Linked DNA regions of Mus musculus: region 1 is linked to region 2. A link is a contact called in public Hi-C data. All regions are on one chromosome and are shown on one strand. Each heading gives the region's core, a stretch centred on a gene start, on an enhancer-like site or on the middle of the called end of the contact. The rest is flanking DNA. Distances are from core to core; before and after follow the strand shown. Region 1 overlaps Mkrn1 (makorin, ring finger protein, 1). Region 2 overlaps Kdm7a (lysine (K)-specific demethylase 7A).

Region 1 (5,067 bases), core at 1,832-4,331, 260 kb after region 2:
GACACATGTTCACAAAAAACCAAAAACTTACACACAATGAAGTAATTAAAATATCCATCAGGTAATTAATAGAAAAGCCCACAGCATTGGGGCTGGGAGGATTCCTCAGTAAACGGCTCACGTACTGTACAACCATGAGCACCTGGGTTTGGGCTCTCAGTACATGTGTGAAGCCAGGCACAGCAAGTGTATGTATATCCCAGCGCTGAGATATGGAGACGACAGGCAGGCAATCCAATTGGTGAGCTCCAGATGGAGTGAGAGGCCTTGCCTCAAAATTGAGGTAGAGAACAATGAAGGAAGACCCAATGGTAACCTCTGCCCTCTGTGTAAGTGTACTCACATACACACACAAATGTGTAACAGCCACACAATCAACATGCAACCACAAAATGATGTATGAATACATACTCCAACAGGGAAAAGCTTAAAAACATCATCTAAGTGGGAGAAACCAGCCACTGAAAGTCATCCATACTGAGTGGTTCCAGCTACATCACCATCCACAATTGGCAAAACACCTAGAGAAACAAAGTAGACCCACTATCGATGGAGCTCAAGGAAAAGCTGAGCAGAGGCCAACTACTAAGTGGATGTAAGTTTTCTTTGGGGAATGAAAATGATTTAACTTAGAATTATAGTAATGGCTAGACGATGCTATGAATATATTAAAAAGCAAGGAAATGTGTTTCAAAGGAATTATAAGAAATATGAATCTCAGAAAAACTATTAGTAAAAAAAAAAAGAAAAACAAATCAGAACAAAACCCCAAAAAAACAAATCAGAACAAAACCCCAAAAACCGTGAACTACCTTTTAAATATCATAGTCTGAGGTTCTGCAACCAGAACTTCTCTTTGTAGGAAGGGTGTATGACCACAGTCAGGCTCTCCAGAGCCTCCTGCCTGTGGCTTCACTATGCCTGGACTATACAGGTCTATCTTTGACAAAACACTCTATAGAACCGTGCAGGAGCACATACACCACCATTTATTGGCTCCTCATATTTAGCACAAGCTGCTCTGAGCACTTACTTTTATGTGCTGTGACCTCTGGGCAGCATCCACTGGGTGTAGGACCTGCAGGCCACACATGTCACACGAGTCTCCGTGGAGATACACACAGTTTTCCCCATAGCGACACTCTCCCACTGCAGCATAGGGGCAAAGCTGCTTCTTTGTCTCCACCGTAGTTGGCTCCTTCTCTGACTCTTCCTTGGTCACTGAACCCTGCGGGGGTACTTCAGTGCAGGAAGGGGCAGCTGAAAATGTTTAAGATGGTAGTAAAGGTCCAAATACATAAGGCAATTATGAACTATAAGGTAACAGAATAATTTTTAAAAAGGAAAAAAAAAAAGGAAAAAAAAAATCCAACAACAACTTTAATGAAACCTAAAGTCAAGCCTACTGAACTTTTTTCCTTTTTTCCCCTTGGTTTTTTGAGACAGGGTTATACAGCCAAGCTGGCTTAGAACTCACCCTCTGCCTATCTCAGAATACCCAGTGATGGGAATAAAGGTACACACCACCACTGTCCAGCTCAGTTTTGTTCTTTCTGGTAAGATCTGATAACCCAGGCTGGCCTTGAACTCAGCAACCCTCCCACCTCAGCCTCTCTAAAGCTGGCGTTACGGGCGTGTGGCACCCAGCCCAGTTCTGCATGTGAACTTCTTTAGAAGTGAAATGTAGTATTAGTAAGTACTGGTTAGTAAGGGCACATCAGGAGAGTCAGGAGTTCAAGGTCATCCTTAACTACTTGAGGAATCTGAACCATAAGAGACCCTGTGTCAAAAAAACACAACATCAAAGGACAGAGTGTGGGCTAAGTGTGTAGCTTAATGGGAAAGCATTTGCCTAGCATGTGCAAAGCCCAGGGTTTGATCCCAGCACCACCAGGAGCAAGCAGGGGACAGCATTCGGAGACACTTCAGTTTTTAAACAAGAATTCATTTTATTGTAGTTCAAAATTTTTCTTTTACTTCATCTTTAAATCTTAAATAACCCAATCTAATGTGTTGACAGTAGGTTAAGCTCAAACAGAAAAGGCTGACACTGAGTTCACTGTGGCCTGTCATTTAGCCCTTTGATTGCAGTTTACAGGGTCCTCACAATACTTACTACGGCCACAGTAGGGCTGCCCAGGGACAAACTCAATGGCATTCACCCAGTCCTCTGAACCTGCTCCTACAGTTGGAAAGCTTGGGTTTCGTGACTCAGCTTCGCCTGAATTCATTTCAGCAAGTGATCCAACACCAGAAGAGAGACTTGAGGAAGCAGCGAGGGATGGTTTTGCACTCAGATCAGTAGCAGTCACTTCTTCCTGTTTCAGTGGCTTGCTGTGTTCGTATCTGACAGAGAAAAGTAAGCAGTTACAATCGTGCTACATGGAGCTCCCAGACTCTTTTCAAACTTCAGTGTGAACATGAGCAGGGAGCACCTGTCAAGACTTATTCCTGGGTTGGAAAGATGGCTCAGCGGTTAAGAGCACTTCCAGAGGTCTTCCAGGTCCAGAGGTCCTGAGTTCAATTCCTAGCAAACACAGGGTGGCTCACAACATCTGTAATGGGCTCTGATACACTATTCTAGTGTGTGGCTAAAGACAGCAGTAGTGTACTCAATATAAATAGAAAAAATAAATCTTAAAAAAAAAAAAAAAGACTTATTCCTATTTAAGTGTATCTGTATGTGTGGGTGTCCAGAGAGGCCAGAAGACAGCATTTAGATCCCCGGGGCCAAAGTTAACAGGCAACTATAAGCTGCCTGATATGAGTGCTGGGAAAAACAGATCCAGGTCCCTCCAACAAACACTCTTAACTGCTAAGCCATCTCTCCAACCCCTAGATAACCTTGAGATAGAGGGTTTGCCTATGTAACTCAGGCTAGCTTCGCACTCATTATATAGCTCATGTTGTCTGTCTTCAAATGCATGGATCCTCCTGCCTTAAGCACTTAAATGCTGGGCTTACGGGCATACCAACAAACCACAACCTTGTGCATCTAGGCAAGGACTGAGCTGTGTCCATAGCCTGACATCTAAGTCTGAAGTGGAGCTCATGACTCAGCGTGTGTAGGAACCCTCACTATGATGTCACGCTGCTGATAAAGGCATGAGAGAGACCCAGACTTAGCAAACTTTACAGGGTCAAGTACAACTGTATGGAGGCACACACCTACAATGTCAGCTATCTGGGAGACAGAAGGAAGAGGATTCCATGTTTAGGGCCAGCCTAGGAAATGTGCTGAGACACTGCGTCAAAACAAAATTCAATAAAGGCTGTCCTGCATAATCCTATCACTTGGTAGGCTAAGGCAGACCTGTTGAAGCCATCTTGGTCTATAAATTGAGTTCCACTCTCCACACACCCACCCCTCAAAAGAAACTGGCAGACAAAAATGCAAAGTTAAGCATTTTCAAGGAATTTTTTTTTTCTCATGACCTGGTAGTAATGAGTGTCTACCAAGCCTGGGGACCTGGGCCTCCTGACTGCAAGCAGTGCGAATGAAGCCTCCTTAGGAAAACACTGCTGTGAAGTGGACACCAGTTAAGCAGGGCGGCGGCGGCAGCTAGTGCCTCTGCCACAAACTGAGAATCTCTGTTACGAGATTATACTCTAAGTAAGTGGAAGAAAATATGAATGTATGTAAAAGACTGGCCCTGTGGCGGAGCATACCTAACTCTAGTCAAACAGATCTCTGAATTCAAGGTCAACTTAGTCTACACAGCAAATGGCAGGGCAGTCAGAGCTATATATTAAGACTGTCTCCAAAATAATAAATAAGCTACATTACCAAATTTTCCCCCAAATGAGACAATTATGCCCTTATAGATCTACATAGAATGTGTTTCTGAAGTAAAAACTAAGTAGATACCAAAAAAGATTTAAAAAAAAAAAAAAGTCAAGAAAAGCTATGGCTAAAAAGATAGCTCCAGGGCACCTCAAGCACCTACAGGGCATGTGCACGAAAGCGCCTCGTGTGTACACACACACACACACACACACACACACACACACACACCCTGAGGTGCAAAGTTAAGCATTCAGACAAACACACTTGTGCACACAAAATAAATTCAACAAGGAAAAAAAGAAGGTAAACTAGGAAGCCTGTATGGGGATCTCTTAAGAGCACGGAATGACACTATATACAATCTTCTACCAAAATTCGAGTAAGAATGGCTCTGACATCTTTTTTTTTTTTTTTAAGATTTATTTATTATATGTGTGTACACTGTAGCTGTCTTCAGATACTCCAGAAGAAGGCATCAGATTTTTGTTACGGATGGTTGTGAGCCACCATGTGGTTGCTGGGATTTGAACTCAGGACCTTTGGAAGAGCAGTCGGTGCTCTTAACTGCTGAGCCATCTCACCAGCCCCCGGCTCTGACATCTTAAAATGGCTTTTAAAAGCATGTAAGGGCTGGAGAGATGGCTCAAAGAGTAAAGAGCAGTGACTGCTCTTCCGAAGGTCCTGAGTTCAATTCCCAGAAATCACATGGTGGCTCACAACCACCTGTGATGAGATCTGGTGCATCTGGAGACAGCCACAGTGTACTTACATATAATAAATAAATAAATAAATAAGCATTTAAAGTTTTTCCCCCCTCTCTAATTACATGTATGTATGTATTTAATAACTAATACATTTATAAAATGCAAGTTATAGAAAATTCAAATTGTAGTGGTTCAAGATAAAAAGCTGCAATTGGAACACTACTGTATCCATTTGTCTGTGTTATCTATGGCTGGTTTTGCATAAGAAACCACATCTTGAGGCTGGAGAGATGGCGCAGCAGTTAAGAGCACTGACTGCTCTTCTGAAGGTCCTGAGTTCAAATCCCAGCAACCACATGGTGGCTCACAACCATCCTTAATGAGATCTGACGCCCTCTTCTGGAATGTCTGAAGACAGCTACAATGTACTTATATGAAAGAAAGAAAGAAAGAAAAAAAAGAAAGAAAGAAAGGAAGGAAGGAAGGAAGGAAGGAAGGAAGGAAGGAAGGAAGGAAGGAAGGAAGGAAGGAAGACAGACATCTTGAGTCACCAAAAAGATGTACACACCCACCCTG
Region 2 (5,171 bases), core at 2,257-4,756:
GCAGACCATTTAGAACACCAGACATTCCTGCCACTCTGGGAGCTCTTACAATCGGTAACAGGAAAACAAGACTATCTTTGCAAGAGCAATGGTAGAATTAGGCCTGAGAACATGATACTCAGCCCTAAGTCATTTACATTTTGAGTTTTAAAATTTAAGTTACATTTTAGCTAACTGTTTTATGTCGGTACATGTATACCACAGCACGAGTATGGAGACAACTTGTGGCAGTTGGTTCCTTCCTTCCACCATGTGGGTTCTGTGGTTGTCAGGAGCTTGGTAGCAAGCCCACTGACCCTAATTTTGAGTTAATGCTTGCACCTTACGTGACTGTATAAAGTCCTTCTTACAGTAGACAGTCCTTATCCATATTATCTCTAACTTCAACAATATCACAGCACTACTGAATGTAGAATCATATATTACTTTTCAGAGACTGATTTTGTGTTTCTTACCAAATTCCACTGGTTTATTGCAGCGATACAACTGCCTAAACTCAGGGTTACTGCCGTGGCAGCTGCTGGGATCCTGGAGAGAGTTCTTCTCACCACTGCAATCTGTGCTTTGTATCTGCCTTTGTAAACACGAGGAATAGTGCAACCCTGCCATGGACAGCATGCCCTGAATAGCTTCTTCCTCTGTGCTCGTCGAGGTAGGACATTCCCTAAGGAGCAGGTGATTCAAAACACAATGGTGTATTTTTTTCTGATAAAATAATCAGTATACTTGAAAACTTTCACAGTATTTACATCACAATGTAAAACTACTACTTCCATCAGCAAGCCTACCTTTTAACTGGGATTTCCTGTCTAGATGGCTTCTGGCTCTTCTGAAGGAGGTTCCTCACTATATCAGACTCTTCTTTAAAGTGTGATGTTATTTCATGTTTCTTTTCATCACCTGAACTTTCAGAATCTTCAGTGGCAAAGTTAATTTTCTGAAATAATAAATAGAAACAAAGCTAAAAAGAAACTAAGGCTGTACACACTAACCAGTTTATCTGCTTACAAGCTGGAGTCTTAATATTTCATATCAAAATTTGAAAATCTCTAGCAATAGTAACCTACTACCTGGATACAAAGCACACAGTTACAGACTTAAAGGTAAAACACAGCTGTCAGAAACATAAGCAGCAGTATTTCTCCCTCCACCCTTACCACAGCCACACAGAAATGCGTGGAACATGACCGTCACTGGATGGTGTGCACACACAGAGCACAGACAAGCTCTGGGAAAGCTGTCATCCACATTCCTCCTCCAGATGAGACCACACGGGTGGTCCTCACCCCACCCATGACACGTACCAGTGCAGTGCAGTCGGGTCCAGAGTCTTCTGAATCAGAACCATCAGAATATTCTGACGGTCTACTCCTGAGTTCCGATCTCACACTTGTAAAGATTCCTGGTGAAGACGAGAGGGATAAGAAACAGTCATGGCCTCTAAAGTATACCCAGTTTCAAGACAACTTTCAAGCTCCACACCTCTCTTTCCTTACTGATTTTAGTTTCCCATTTTTTTCTAATTGACCAAGATACAAGCTGACTGATGTATGTCCTTAGAATATTTGTGGTATTTTTCTTTCCAGAAAAAAAAAACAAAAAAATTGTTTTAACTAAAATGACTACAAATTGCTTCTGACTTTCCCTTTTCCTTGGTTTTCTCACTAGAAAGAAAAAAAAAAAAGGCAACTTTCAAACCTCAAGAGCATTTATGGACGGACCATGGTTTCAAGCAGTTTATTACCTGGGCTCTTATCTGCCTTTCTCTTCTGCAAGCACCACTGCATAGCAACTCTTCTATCAGCTCTCAGTGATACACTGCCTTGCCCTGACATAATAACTACCAACTACAGAGGACCAGATTTACTGGGAATTAGTGGAAACTAAGAAATTAAAAATGAATTCGGTAATATTCATTATGCAGAATCCTTTCATCACAAAGATAAAATATTGATTTTAATTATGTTTTAAATGGAAAGCTATATACTGTTCTTTCTTCCTAAAACTGTTTAAGTTCACTTTATTCAAAGAGCAAAGACTTCAAGGAGAAGGTGATACTACTACAGTGTTTGATAGTCCTATTATTACTTTATTTGTCAATAACCAATCAATGCACCAGTAGAAGCCTCCTATCAACAGGTATCAAATAACATCACACTACCTCGATTCCCACTAGATACAGATCAGCCAACCAGATGTCTCTTAATTATGAGAATGAAAGACATGCTACCACATGTGAAGTTAAGTTAAACTTGAAACTCATTTGGGACAGTAGAGGCCATAAAGCATTATGAGCTTTTAAAAGACTTTAAAAACAGTGAATCTATCTAAGGCTTGCAACTCTCACATATCCATATACTGGTAATCTATCCCTAGCTACTATACTTGACACTCACATTCAGCACCTTGCAGATTAGTGAACTACTCAAAACATACTTCAGATTTTCCAACAGTATTATAAAATGCAAACATTTTCAATCCTACAACAAACTCAAATACCAGCAAGTTACCTACTGCATATAGCACAAGGAGGGACACATACTGTTGAGTGGTTTGGGAGAGCCTTGACTTTCGGCCTCCTCTCTTCCTGAGCTCTGTTCTGTCTTCATGTTTGCATTCTGTGTTGGCTTCTTGTCCTCTTCATTTTCACTATCTGCTGTATAAAGACTTCGATCTGCAAACAGCTGTCTCTCATCTCTGTGCCACATAGGAAAAATAACTGCATCAAAAGTAGAGCATGCTCTGTAGTCCCTTCCCCTCCATTTAGACGTAGCAGAGGATTGAGACCCTTTCCTCTAATACAATTGTCTATGCGATAATGTTGGCATTATATGGACAAAAGGGGATCCACCAAAAATTAATCTGATACTTTGATATATTTACATACTTAATTATTCTTCCATTTGTCAGCAGTAATCGTAGATCATTATCTTTCGCTCTCCACTCAGGTACTGTGGAAGATGGCTGGAGATGTTTGTTGAATTTTCCATTCAGTTTAGAGCTCAGTAGGTCCTTAAAATACAAAGCAGAACTGATTTAATCTCCACCTTCAGGTAGGCCTACTCAACTAAAAAGGAGTGTTTACTATCCCTTCTTCCATGGTCCTGCCTGCCTTGTAAAGGGATGGGTAGCCATCCAGGGATTGGAGATATCTCAGTGTCCCATAATCCAGAGCTCCTCATTCCAACACATACAAAATGGTTCATCTTTCAGCAAGGCAATTTAGCAATAAAACATATTTTCTAATATAAAATGCAAAATCTGCATAAAGCAAATCCAAACACAGGCCCTTTTTGTGGATACTAAAGGGTTAGAGTCATACAGCTTTAGGCATTTTCATGTTCCTTGGCTGCTTCTACTTAATAAAGTATAGAAAGACCTTCCCACTCACCGTAACCTTGACCTCATCCTTCCCACCAAGATTGCATTCACACAACCACTACTAGGCCCAAGAGCCACAGCAAACAAAAAGAGATAATAGGAGCTGGTTTTTTAATGTATAAAAAATTACTTCCTCTTTGAGATCTTTCATAATAAGTTCCCAAAATAACTATATGTGTTAAGTAGATTCAGAACCATTTAATCTTAAAACAACATAATATCAAATATAAAATTATGTAAGGGTGTAATGACTAACGTTTAGTATTTTAACTCAGCAACATCTCTATTGTATTTTCAATTAACTGTCAACCCTATGCTTATGATGTAAAATTATGGATGAGCAAATCCTATCACAAACTCAGTAGCATGGTTTATAAAGGTATCACTACTCCGCACTCTCCTGCTCTGTCCAGTATACCAGAACTTCTCCAACCTAAACATATTTATTCTAAAAGTCTCCCATTCTGATTGTCCGAATGGTTGCTGTTGACTCAAGGACAGGCTTTCTGTATTTATCTTCCTTGGCTAGCAATACTGTGTGTTTATTTGACACCTTCTGTTAGGTCAAACATCAACCCCTAAAAGGTATTATGAGCACTTCAGCAAAGCAATCAACCACTACTGTTTGGGGTTCCCTCAAAACACTCAGCATTGGAAACATATATTTTGTTGCTCCTGTTTGTTAGAGAAAGGGTCTCACCGTTGTAGCCCAAGCTGGCCTTACCTCTCGCCCTGCCTCCCAAAGTGGGACTGCGGTGTCCTCACTTGGGTCCTTCAGCTTGCTGACCTGTGTAAGGTCTGTGGACTGTGTCTTGGGTATTCTGGTTTCTGTTTCTGTTTTTGTTTGGGCTAATATCTACTTATTAGTGAGTACATACCATGCATGTCCTTTTGGGTCTGAGTTACCTCCCAAGTGCTAAGATTACAGGCATGTACCATAATGCCCATCTTGAAATGCTACTATTTTAATATATGTCCTATCTTCCAACTTAAAACTTTGACAAAATGCTACATGAGGGCACGACTCAACTTTGCTTGCTCTAGCATCTTCTTCAGAGTTCAGAAGAGCACATGATTAGTTGGATAAACTTATTAATTTAATTAATTTAATCCTAAACATGTCAGCAATTAATGAAATCTAGGCTCCTTAGTACCACACTGTTGGCTAAAAAGACTTCATGGTCTCCACAGACAAAACAGTATCTATGACTCTACAGTAGAAACCAGCTGTACTGTTACATGTACTGAGTGTATGTACACAAACACACACACATACATACATATACACACACACACACACACACACACATACATATATATATATATACACACACACACATACATACACATATATATACACACACACATACATACATATACACACACACATATATATACACACACACACACACATACATACATACATACACACACACACACACACACACACACACACTACACACATATATATACTTGCCTCCTCCCATGGACACATCTCTAATCTTTTGAGGACTTCCCTTGTATGGAGCTCAAGAATGTCAAGGTTAGAAGGAGTTCGGACATTATGATCTCGAAGTTTCCTCATCTTTCTCCGGGAATGATATGGTGGAGATGCCTCATTTGAAGGCCGTGAAACTGGACACACAGAAGGAATTCCCTGAGATTTAACTGGTTTGCCATTTTCCTCCTAGAAGAATCAAATTCAGAGCTTGTTTTATGAAAAGGCTCTTATACATATACTTGACTAAACAATCAACCATAAAAATACTTTAAAAAACAAAGCACATTCT

What was found. Hi-C and Micro-C count contacts between places; a contact is called where the count stands out from the background.
Region 1: a Hi-C map of bone marrow-derived macrophages shows a contact between it and region 2, with 17 read pairs. The contact joins two enhancer-like sites. A contact is called at or near these places in 3 of 39 promoter capture datasets (the 3T3-L1 cell line, maxillary cranial neural crest and pre-B cells), 2 of 484 Hi-C or Micro-C datasets (bone marrow-derived macrophages and nephron progenitors), 1 of 115 datasets of contacts at active chromatin or transcription factors (neural tube) and 2 of 9 other capture datasets (adipose tissue and liver).

Annotation. Positions count from the first base shown.
Region 1 is chr6:39,403,615-39,408,681 of GRCm38.p6, forward strand. Mkrn1 (makorin, ring finger protein, 1) reads right to left here. Exons shown (of 8, transcript NM_018810.2): 3 at 2,117-2,346; 4 at 1,034-1,260. Among named protein-coding and RNA genes, the nearest start is that of Mkrn1, 14 kb to the right of the region's middle. Within about 2 kb of position 3,082, at least 17 of the 459 cell types and tissues checked have an H3K27ac peak or open chromatin away from gene starts, as enhancers often do. A contact at or near this core is called in bone marrow-derived macrophages, where this site is marked.
Region 2 is chr6:39,146,400-39,151,570 of GRCm38.p6, forward strand. It overlaps Kdm7a (lysine (K)-specific demethylase 7A), which reads right to left. Exons shown (of 20, transcript NM_001033430.4): 12 at 4,859-5,068; 13 at 2,888-3,012; 14 at 2,543-2,697; 15 at 1,305-1,402; 16 at 789-937; 17 at 456-664. 4930599N23Rik (RIKEN cDNA 4930599N23 gene) reads left to right here. Exons shown (of 4, transcript NR_045813.1): 3 at 479-652; 4 at 1,669-1,913. Among named protein-coding and RNA genes, the nearest start is that of 4930599N23Rik, 31 kb to the left of the region's middle. Within about 2 kb of position 3,507, at least 1 of the 459 cell types and tissues checked has an H3K27ac peak or open chromatin away from gene starts, as enhancers often do. A contact at or near this core is called in bone marrow-derived macrophages, where this site is marked.